Linked DNA regions of Mus musculus: regions 2 and 3 are each linked to region 1. A link is a contact called in public Hi-C and HiChIP or PLAC-seq data. All regions are on one chromosome and are shown on one strand. Each heading gives the region's core, a stretch centred on a gene start, on an enhancer-like site or on the middle of the called end of the contact. The rest is flanking DNA. Distances are from core to core; before and after follow the strand shown. Region 1 has its middle 18 kb from the start of 3930402G23Rik. Region 2 has its middle 7.0 kb from the start of Gm15418. Region 3 has its middle 27 kb from the start of Gm39129.

Region 1 (3,000 bases), core at 395-2,894:
TCTTTGTAACTTATTTTATTTTACTTTATTATTTTCGTTTTTCTAGACCTGGTTTCTCCCATGTAGCCTTGGCTGTCATGGAACTCACGCTGAAGACCAGGCTGTCCTCAAACTTATCTGCCTGCCCCTGCCTCCTGCGTGCTGGTATTAATTTAATTGATAATCCTTGTTTAAAACAAAAAGAGTTGGGAGGCAGAGACAGTCGGATTTCTGAGTTAGAGGCCAGCCTGGTCCACAAAGTGAGTTCCAGGACAGCCAGGGCTATGCAGAGAAACCCTGTCTCGAAAAACAAACAAACAAACAAACCCCCCAAAAAAACCAACCAACCAACCAACCAAAAGACAAAAAAGAGAGGGCGGAGCATCTCTCTTTGCACTGAGGCTCGATGTTTTACATTCTTAAGTTTATGTCTTAAGAATAAACCCCCTCCCCCTCCAGATCCCCTTCTACTGCACAGCTGGCTTCAGCTGAATGAGGTTACTTAGTTGTTTAGCTGCTATTGTTTTAAGGCGGTGTGTGTGTGTGTGTGTGTGTGTGTGTGTGTGTGTGTGTGTGTGTGTGTGTTAGGGGGTGGCCCCTCCTTGTCAGCCCATGCTCATGAAGCCTGGAACCAGGGCAAGGAGTTAATCTGTGCGCGAACTCCCTGCTATTTGTGGCGCAGTGGCCCAAGGCAGGAGTTTGAGACTTGTTCTACATATCATAGGGGCTCCACAGAGAAACCCCTGCCTGAAAATATCGAGAGAGAGAGAGAGAGAGAGAGAGAGAGAGAGAGAGAGAGAGAGAGAGAGAGAGAGAGAGCGCTCTGCGAATCTCCCTGACCCTCAGGGACCACACAGGTGCGACCCTTTTGGCTTTCCAGTCCTGGCTGAACTTCAGCCTGCCTGCCTTTACTCATCTGTTTGATCCTCTAACCATCCCCATCAACCGTGGTATCTGATCTGTCCTTTGCTGACCCTCTTGCTACGCGTCAGAGGACTTTTTTTTTCCCTATTCCTTTGTCTGATTCGTTTTGCTTTTAAACGTAGGTTTTTTACTATTGTTGGCCACAGAGGAGGAGGCCACTCTTCTGGGCTGCCCGGTGCCAGAGAAGTTTTATTTTGCTCGCTCCCCTTGGCTTTTGCTGTTTTCCCTTCTTCTTTCTCGTTCCTTCTCCTCCCCCTTCCCTGCCTGTAGCTGCAATTTCTTTATGGGTGCAATTTCCTCAGCTATCTCTCTGGCTCAAATGGGGTGTTTGATTTTTATTTGTTTCCTCCAGGGCCGGCCCTTTCACTTGCTGCTCGCAGTCACTATCAGCTTGGCGAGTTCCTCTGTCTGGGATGGCCTTTGCTTCGGTTTTTATGAATGGAGGGCCGGGCTGCTTTGCGCAGGGCTGGTGCCGGTTCTCTGCCGCGCGTACACATCTGTTTCCTGTGCAGCCTCTTCCTTGAATGGCAACTGCTGCTGTTCCGCAGTGGGCGAGGCAGCAGGAAGGCCTGGGCCACCTCCCCACGCCTGCCTGGGCCAGCTGCCAAGACAGGGAGGGTTTTCCCTGGAGCTGATAAGTGCATTACGGAGACTTCCTGGCTTTCTTGGTTCAGGGCGGCCTCGTGGCCTCAGTAAAGGTTCACAAGAACCCAGGCCAAGAGAGAGCTTCCTCCCTGTGCTGTGCAGATGCAGTTAGCAGCAACTCCCCGCAGCCACCTTGTGATTGGTGGTTTAGCTGCTGTCGGCAGAACCCATTCATGAAAACAGAAAGGGAACAGGTTTTTTTTTTTTTTTCATCTCTAAATCTCTGAAACTCCTGCTTACTGAGGGCGTTTTGTGTGCTGGCTTCTTAAGCTTTATGGTTTGGAACTGAAATGTCCCTCAGGCTCAGCTGCCAGCTGATTTGGGGGAGATGACTGGATCTTCAGGGCTGTGACCTCACTGGTGGCCTCATAGCTTGGTGGCATTGCTGAGAGGCCATGGAAAGGAGGTGGGTTCTTCTTGGAGGGAATGGGTCTCTCTCTTGTCTCTGGCCCTCTCTCCCTGTTCGCTGGCCACCATGGGCTGGGCAGCTCTACCCTGCCCCACACTCCTGTCATGATGTTCAGTCTAGGAGTGACAGAGCCTAGGGACCATAGACTGAAACCACAAGAAAGTAAATTCAGTCCTTCTTTGTCATTCCCCACCCCGTGTGTGTGTGTATGTGTATGTGTGTGTGTGTGTGTGTGTGTTTGTGTGTGTGTGTGTGCTTGCATTACATGTGCACACGTAGAAGCTGGAGATTGATGCTGCAGTTCATCCTTGATCATCTTGTTATCTTTTTCATTGAAGGCAGAGTCTCTCAATCAAACCCAGAGCCTGCACATATGTCTGCCATTGGGAGCCAGCTTGCTCTGGCTATTCTGTGCATCAGCCTCCCCAGGCTGGGCTTACAGCAGGCCACCACACCTCTCTGTCATTCTCTGGGAACCTGAATTGCATTCCACTCCTGTGGCACACATACTTTAGTCCCTAAGCCACCCTCTGCAGCCCCAAACTTCTCCTTCTTCCGTTCTGTGCATCAGGCATTTTGTCACAGTAAAGAAAAGTGATTACCACCCTGGGGATTGGATTGGACCCCCTTGCCGGCGTCTTCTATCCACACTGTTTTCCTCATGATCTGCACTATTTAATTATGGCAACTGCTAAAAATTTGCTTTGCCAAGATAGAGCCTCATGGGCAGGATGCAGGACACCCCAGTATCAGTGACTGGTGGACCCAGGGCATCACTCCAAGTGAGTAGAGCTGTCTAAGAACAATGTGTTTCCCTGGAGACACATGGCTGCCCTGGGTGCACAGCAGCGCCCAGGGAGGTTGTTTGTTTGTTTGTGGGAGTTACCCCAAGCATGCAGCATGAAGCACACCCATCTCTGTGTCTGGTTCTTCTTCTTGAGCTGAAGTGAAGGCCTACTCTCTTTACAGTGAGCTTGCAACCCCACTGAGGAGTTCATCTCAATCAAGAAACAGAATCTGGACTTCATCTTGGGAAGAGCTTC
Region 2 (2,991 bases), core at 466-2,965, 230 kb before region 1:
CCATGGAATGTCACTCACGTGCCTGTGTACATTTCCCATGACCCTGGTGTGAACTGGGCTCTCCTGCAGTCAGGAGTCTGAGAACAAAGCCACTGCAGCAGGTCCCCTGAGGGGTGGGTAGAGCCTTCCTGGCTCCTTCCAACTTCTCCAGCCCTGGCCTCTCTGGGCTCGTAGAGGCTCTACTCTCTCATCTTGGCTACCACCTCCGTACTGGAGTCTCCGTGTCTCTGTCCCAACAGAATGGTTTCCCTTCTCTCTTGACAGACCTGTGGACCAAGGTTCCTCGAGTGCCACTTCAGCATGGCCTCGCCTTATTCACTTCTGAATGGAGCTTATTTCCAAACAGGCACAAGGTCTGAGTTTCGGGGCTTTGACTTATCTAATCTTTTGGGTCACTCCATTCAATCACCACAGGACACTGCTTAGCCAGAAGCTCCACCCAAGGTGTCTTTCCCATAAGATTTCTGGTCATAGTTCATGTTAGGCCAGGTTTATTTTACCAAGAGGGTTATTACAGTGTCAGTGCTTTGGTCCAAAGACACAGGCACGGTTGCTTTTACTGTTAGGAAGTGCGATTTCAAATGTCCCTGAGCTGATTTTTGTCTGGCAGGAAATGCACCTGACTGGTGGTGTGTTTCTTTGTTGATGGTTTCTTTTCTGGAGGAAGGTGGTTAGAAAACCACAGTGGGCTTTGAGACATCTTGGGGTTGAGCACGACATAAGCCTAGGTTATAATTAGACTATCCTCTGCCATAGATTTCCTAAAAATGGCCTCCCAGCTCCTTAGAATGCGCAGCCTCTTAAATAATGGTCCTATTTGTTATTCATAATGGGACAGCCCGGCAATTGCCTTTTATTTAAGCGAAAGGTCAAGAGGTTTTGATTTAAACAGGGGTTGAATCAAAGGTGGCACATCTATATGAAAGATGGAAGGCAGGCATGTGGGCCCTGACTGCACGCTGTGACTGCTGCATTGTCTGTGGAAACTGAGGGGGGGGGGGGACAGTCCAGCCCACACTTTACATGCATGTTCATTGTTGCAGAAAGTCAGTCTATGTCTTGGCAAGTTCATTTCCTTACAAGAGGCCGTGTCTTCCGGCAAGAATGGGTCAGGTGTCAGGGGAGAGAGGGCTCCCATCCTAATGTCTGCTGGTAGGGAGAACAGAACACTGGAAGCCATGGTACTTTGCAGCTGAGACACACTGGTCTGATTATCTAGAAGGAATTGGTGGCTATTCATCCTCTGAAAGGCAGCCATTTAGCCTTCTTGTTGTAACGACCTTGAGGAGTCGCCATCTCACAGAATGGCCCCTTCTCACAGTGTAGGGGATTGCATGCTCACACCACTCTCCGTGGGAGCTGGACCGGATTCCACTGCACTTAGCTTCAGTAAGCAGCTTGGATTTCTTCTGACTGTACTTCGTAAGGCTATGAGTGACTCGGACCTCCATGTTGGTAAGGGAAGGGAGGTCTCACTCAGGTCTAGCTGTCAGGTGCCTGCTGCATCTCACCTCATTTAATTCCTACAAGCATGAAAAGTGACCATGTCCACTAAGGTGCTTCTGCTGAGAGGTGAAGCGATGTCCCTGGGTGCTCAGGATGAGACACTGTGCTTTGTCAGTGGCCACGGGAGCATTTCCGAGACTGGGACTCTCCTGTTGTGCTTGCTGGCCTCTGCTCATCTTCTCTTCCTCACTCTGAGATAAGCAGGGCTGGACTTCCTCTCTGTTACTTTGTTACTGGGCAGGAACTCGTTTAAAAAACTTCCTGCACCGGCCCATCTCCCAGCTCAGGGTCTCCACCATTGGTTCCAAGCTGATTCTGTACATCCCAGCTCCTGGAGGATGTTGGGAGCTGTCTGTGTTCTGACTGATGGACCAAGATTCAGAAAGACAGACTCTGGCCCTGACGAATCCACCCACAGTTTTAGGGCTACCAAGACTGATCAGATAACTGCATTCCTTGGAGCGATACCTATGAATATGTTGCGGTCTTCTTGCAAGACAAAAGGGTGTCCTGTTAGGTTTCTGTTGTCATATGGCTCTCTGGATGGACACAGTGTTCTGGGGAAGACTGTATCTGGGCGGGGAGTCCTGGAAAATTAGGTTCCCTCCAAGAGAGAGGCTGAAGAGCTGTCCAGCTACAGGAAATGCTACTTCCTGTGTGCAGTGCCTCTTGTTCCCTGGGTGGTAGTGTGGTTGGCGGTGGGAGCTTATCTGGAAAAATGGGAAATGAAAGCCAGACTGTTGGTCTAGCTTTGACCTCTGCATGTGAACAGGAGTCCCAGCCATGACTGGCCTGAGCATGTCACTCATTGCCAGCCTAAAAGGCCTTGCTGGTGTTAACTGGAGAGCAGAAAGAAAGAAAACCAAATATTAGCGCTCCCATATAACTTTTGTTGTGATGTATCTTAGTCAGAGTTTCTATTACTGCATAAAACATCATGGCCAAGAAGCAAGTTGGGGAGGAAAGGGTTTATTCAGTTTACACTTCCATGTTGCTGTTCATCACCAAGGAAGTCAGGACTGGAACTCACACAGGCCAGGAACCTGGAGGCACGAATGGAGGCAGAAGCCATGGAGGAATGCTGCTTATTGGCTTGCTTCCCCTGGCTTGCTCAGCTTGCTTTCTTATAGAACCCAAGACTACCAGCCCAGGGGTTGAACCTCCCACAATGGGCCCTCTCCCCCTTGATCACTAATTTAGAAAATGCCTTACAGCTGGATCTCATGGAGGCTCCTTTCTCTGTGATAGGAACAGCTCGTGTGAAATTGACACACATGATGTCTGTGCTAAGTAGTCAAAGTGACTAAGCAGAAGAAGTCAGCGAAGACTTGGGGCTGACTGTGATTCTGGCTGAGGTAGTAGCTGCCATCTTTGTTTGCAGGGACATGGTAAATCATTTTTATTGAAGGATTTCTTTGGATCATGAGGACTGTTCTAGATCATGGTTAGATCCGAGAGAGAGAGACTATGATCATGTATCCGTCG
Region 3 (3,227 bases), core at 607-3,106, 230 kb after region 1:
CCATCACCTTATCTATAAACACAAATGAACATCCAGGCCTTGTCCCTGGACTGGGGTCGTGATTTTCCACCATAAATTCCAGAAGAATTTTCTTTTCTTTTTCTTTCTTCCTTCCTTTCTCCCTCCCTCCCTCCCTCTCTCTCCCTTCCTTCCTTTCCTCTTTCTTCCTTTCTTTCTTTTCCTTCCTTCCTTCCTTCCTTCCTTCCCCCCTTCCTTCCTTCCTTCCTTCCTTTCTCTCTCCCTCCCTCCCTCTCTCCTTCCTTCCTTCCTTCCTTCCTTCCTTTCTTCCTCCCTCCCTCCCTCCCTCCCTCCCTCCCTTCCTTCCTTCCCTCCTTCCTTTCTTCCTCCCTCCCTCCCTCCCTCCCTCCCTTCCTTCCTTCCTTCCTTCCTTCCTTCCTTCCTTCCTTCCTTTTCCTTCCTTCCTTCCTCCCTTCCTTCCTTCCTTCCTTCCTTCCTTCCTTCCTTCCTCCCTCCCTCCCTCCCTTTCTTCCTTCCTTCCTTTTCCTCCCTTCCTTCCTTCCTTCCTTCCTTCCTTCCTTCCTTCCTTCCTTCCTCCCTCCCTCCCTCCCTCCCTCCCTCACTCTCTCTTTCTTTCTTCCCCTTCCTTCCTTCCTTCCTTCCTTCCTTCCTTCCTTTCTTTCTTTCTTTCTTTCTTTCTTTCTTTCTTTCTTTCTTTCTTTCTTTCTTTCTTTCTTTTTCTCTCTCTCGCTCTGCCCTGCTCACTCTGGCCCCACTCACTCTGGCCCCTGCTTGCTCCCGCCCCCAGAAGAATTTTCTAGTCAAGTAAACAAGGTGGTTATGTCAGCTGCCACCTGCCTGCAATAGCAATTAAAAGTCATAGAGACCTTGGCAAAGCTGGACATTTCTCCATTTGCACTCGTCATTTAAAACCTCTGTCATGTGAATTTGGCCAGTTTATAAGGAAATGAACATTTTTAGTTTAGAAGTTGCTTTAAAGCATAAGAAACCTTCTGAGACACAAAACGGTGATACCAGCTGCTGGCAAGCTGACTACCTCAGCCCTTCTGACCTACAAAAGGGAGGGTATTAACCACAGTAGCGGGGGAGTAAAAAAAAAACTTAATCACTATTAATGAGATTCATTATAATATAGAGTCTCCCCACAATGAATTTTAAATGTCCCTTGTCCATTTCTCTATCAACATGACACAAAAGGAAACATCTGCTCCGTGGTGGCCATGGGGCTGCATTCTGATTAGCTGATATGGGTAATCTATCCATTATCGCGCCTGTCATGTTGATGGGCAAAGGATCAATTTTAGTCTGCTATCAATCTTCTACCCAAAGCTCAAAGCTGGGGTGTCTGTGTGGTGTGCTTTTAAAATCACATATTAAAATTAATACCCAGAAATTCAACCTTGCCCACTTGGTTCTTTGCCTTTCTACTTTTTCTTATTTATACGGATAGAAATCAACCTTGTTGTTTACTATTTGATGGGATGAAATCCTAGGCTAGTGCATTTTAAGGAAGAAATTGAGTTATTTGTGAACAACATAAGGTTTAATAAGTCCTTCCTGGAAGTTTCTGCCTTGAGCAGCACTCTATGCTAGAAACGGAAGGCGAGTGGCTGGCCTATGGAGTTTCAGTGTTCTGGTAGACACGTTTAAAACAAGAGAAAAAGAACATATAAAATCAATACTAATAGTATTTTCTACTAAAGCCAATACTTTAAAACATCATTAAGTCAGATAACCAGCATAAATATTGTAAACGGCCTGGTTTCCCTCCCTTTGTGTGTCTCTCTCATTCTACTGTCTCCCCTCTTCTACTCACAGCCCAAGAACCAGACAGACAGACGCAGCCCTGGCTTCCACACCAGAGGCGCTAGGCTGCAGGAAACACTCTTCTGCTACTCTCACTTGAGGAACTACAAAGCAACGATCCAAGGTAAAACAAAACGAACCCCAGCTGCAGAGCTCTTCTCCGTAAACGCCTTAGCTTCTGCACACCACAGCTTCAGCTCTGTCAGGCACTGTCTTACCAGCTGGGAGCCTCAATTTATTCTAAAGGTTGAGTGATTTGTCATTAAAACTATGATTTTTTTTTTTAAGGATTGACTTAGGTCAGCCCACCGAGGATGCACTTTGCTGGTTCAAATGACTTGAGCTCTTTAGAAATGTGTGCCCAAAAGCTTCTGTTGATAGAAATCAATCAATATCTGCTCCATGTAGAGGGAATTCACAGTCTTCGTTTCTCTTTTGCTTGTAGAAACTGAAGAACGGGGAAGGAAATGAAGCTTTCTCCACACTCCCTTTAGTTAGGCAATCATCTGGAAATATATTCGTTTTTTAATTCAATGATGTCACTAGATCAGGAAAAGCACATTCTATGAGCTCATGTTCCCACTTTAGTCTAGGGTAGGTTTTAGCATTCCTAAGCAGACTGCAAAGGCCACTGTACTCAAGATTACCTGACGGTTATACCACATCATTTCTTGTCAGTGACTGCCAACTATTTACAGAACCAAAGGGATACGAGTCTTCAATCAGTTTCTATAGAGTTTGGCGTTGCACATATTGTGTGATATCCCAAGCTCAATGTGGGTCAAGAGGGGTCAAATCTAAATAGGTGACCACCAACCTCTGGGTGTAAGGGGTATGGAGAACTTTACTTATCAGAGAATGGCTGTGCCCTGTCAGTACTAGACAATCCTGGGACGAAACTGGCTTTGCCTACTGAGCCCTTGTGGGGAGAGGAGGACTGTTGGAAGAAATGTAAGTGAATTATGGGCAGTATTTGGTAATCTTAAGAGGGAGAGAGTGTCGTGAAAGAAATGAGACAAATGCAGCTGAAAGCAGACGAAGGTGAAGGACAATTGGCCATAGTTCTGATAAGAAGACAAACCCTGAAAATCAGTGGGGTTTGGTTTTGTAAGATGCAGGCTCCTAGACACTGAAGGACAGGTCATCCAGAGACTGCCCCACCTGGGGATCCATCCCATATACAGTCACCAAACCCAGACACTATTGTGGATGCCAAGAAGTGCTTGCTGACAGGAGTCTGATATAGCTGTCTCCCGAGAAGCTCTGCCAGAGCCTGACAAACACAGAGGTGAATGTTGGCAGCCAACCATTGGACTGAGTTTGGGGACCACAGTGAAGGAGTTGGAGAAAGGAATGAAGGAGCTGAAGGGATTTGCAACTCCACAGGAAGAACAGCAAAATCAACCAACCTGACACCCCAGATCTCCCAGGGACAAAACCAC

What was found. Hi-C and Micro-C count contacts between places; a contact is called where the count stands out from the background. HiChIP or PLAC-seq counts read pairs in DNA pulled down with a chosen protein or histone mark.
Region 2: a Hi-C map of bone marrow-derived macrophages shows a contact between it and region 1, with 3 times the contacts expected there. The contact joins two enhancer-like sites. A contact is called at or near these places in 8 of 39 promoter capture datasets (the 3T3-L1 cell line, 3T3-L1-derived adipocytes, the HPC-7 cell line and 5 more), 6 of 484 Hi-C or Micro-C datasets (the AML12 cell line, the HL-1 cell line, bone marrow-derived macrophages and 2 more) and 2 of 115 datasets of contacts at active chromatin or transcription factors (embryonic limb bud and stem cell-derived neural progenitor cells).
Region 3: an H3K4me3 HiChIP or PLAC-seq map of bone marrow-derived macrophages shows a contact between it and region 1, with 4 times the contacts expected there. The contact joins two enhancer-like sites. A contact is called at or near these places in 2 of 115 datasets of contacts at active chromatin or transcription factors (bone marrow-derived macrophages and embryonic basal ganglia).

What each region holds. Positions count from the first base shown.
Region 1 is chr8:10,944,720-10,947,719 of GRCm38.p6, reverse strand. No RefSeq gene overlaps it. Among named protein-coding and RNA genes, the nearest start is that of 3930402G23Rik, 18 kb to the right of the region's middle. Within about 2 kb of position 1,644, at least 301 of the 459 cell types and tissues checked have an H3K27ac peak or open chromatin away from gene starts, as enhancers often do. A contact at or near this core is called in bone marrow-derived macrophages, where this site is marked.
Region 2 is chr8:11,179,280-11,182,270 of GRCm38.p6, reverse strand. No RefSeq gene overlaps it. Among named protein-coding and RNA genes, the nearest start is that of Gm15418, 7.0 kb to the left of the region's middle. Within about 2 kb of position 1,715, at least 25 of the 459 cell types and tissues checked have an H3K27ac peak or open chromatin away from gene starts, as enhancers often do. A contact at or near this core is called in bone marrow-derived macrophages, where this site is marked.
Region 3 is chr8:10,710,325-10,713,551 of GRCm38.p6, reverse strand. No RefSeq gene overlaps it. Among named protein-coding and RNA genes, the nearest start is that of Gm39129, 27 kb to the left of the region's middle. Within about 2 kb of position 1,856, at least 8 of the 459 cell types and tissues checked have an H3K27ac peak or open chromatin away from gene starts, as enhancers often do. A contact at or near this core is called in bone marrow-derived macrophages, where this site is marked.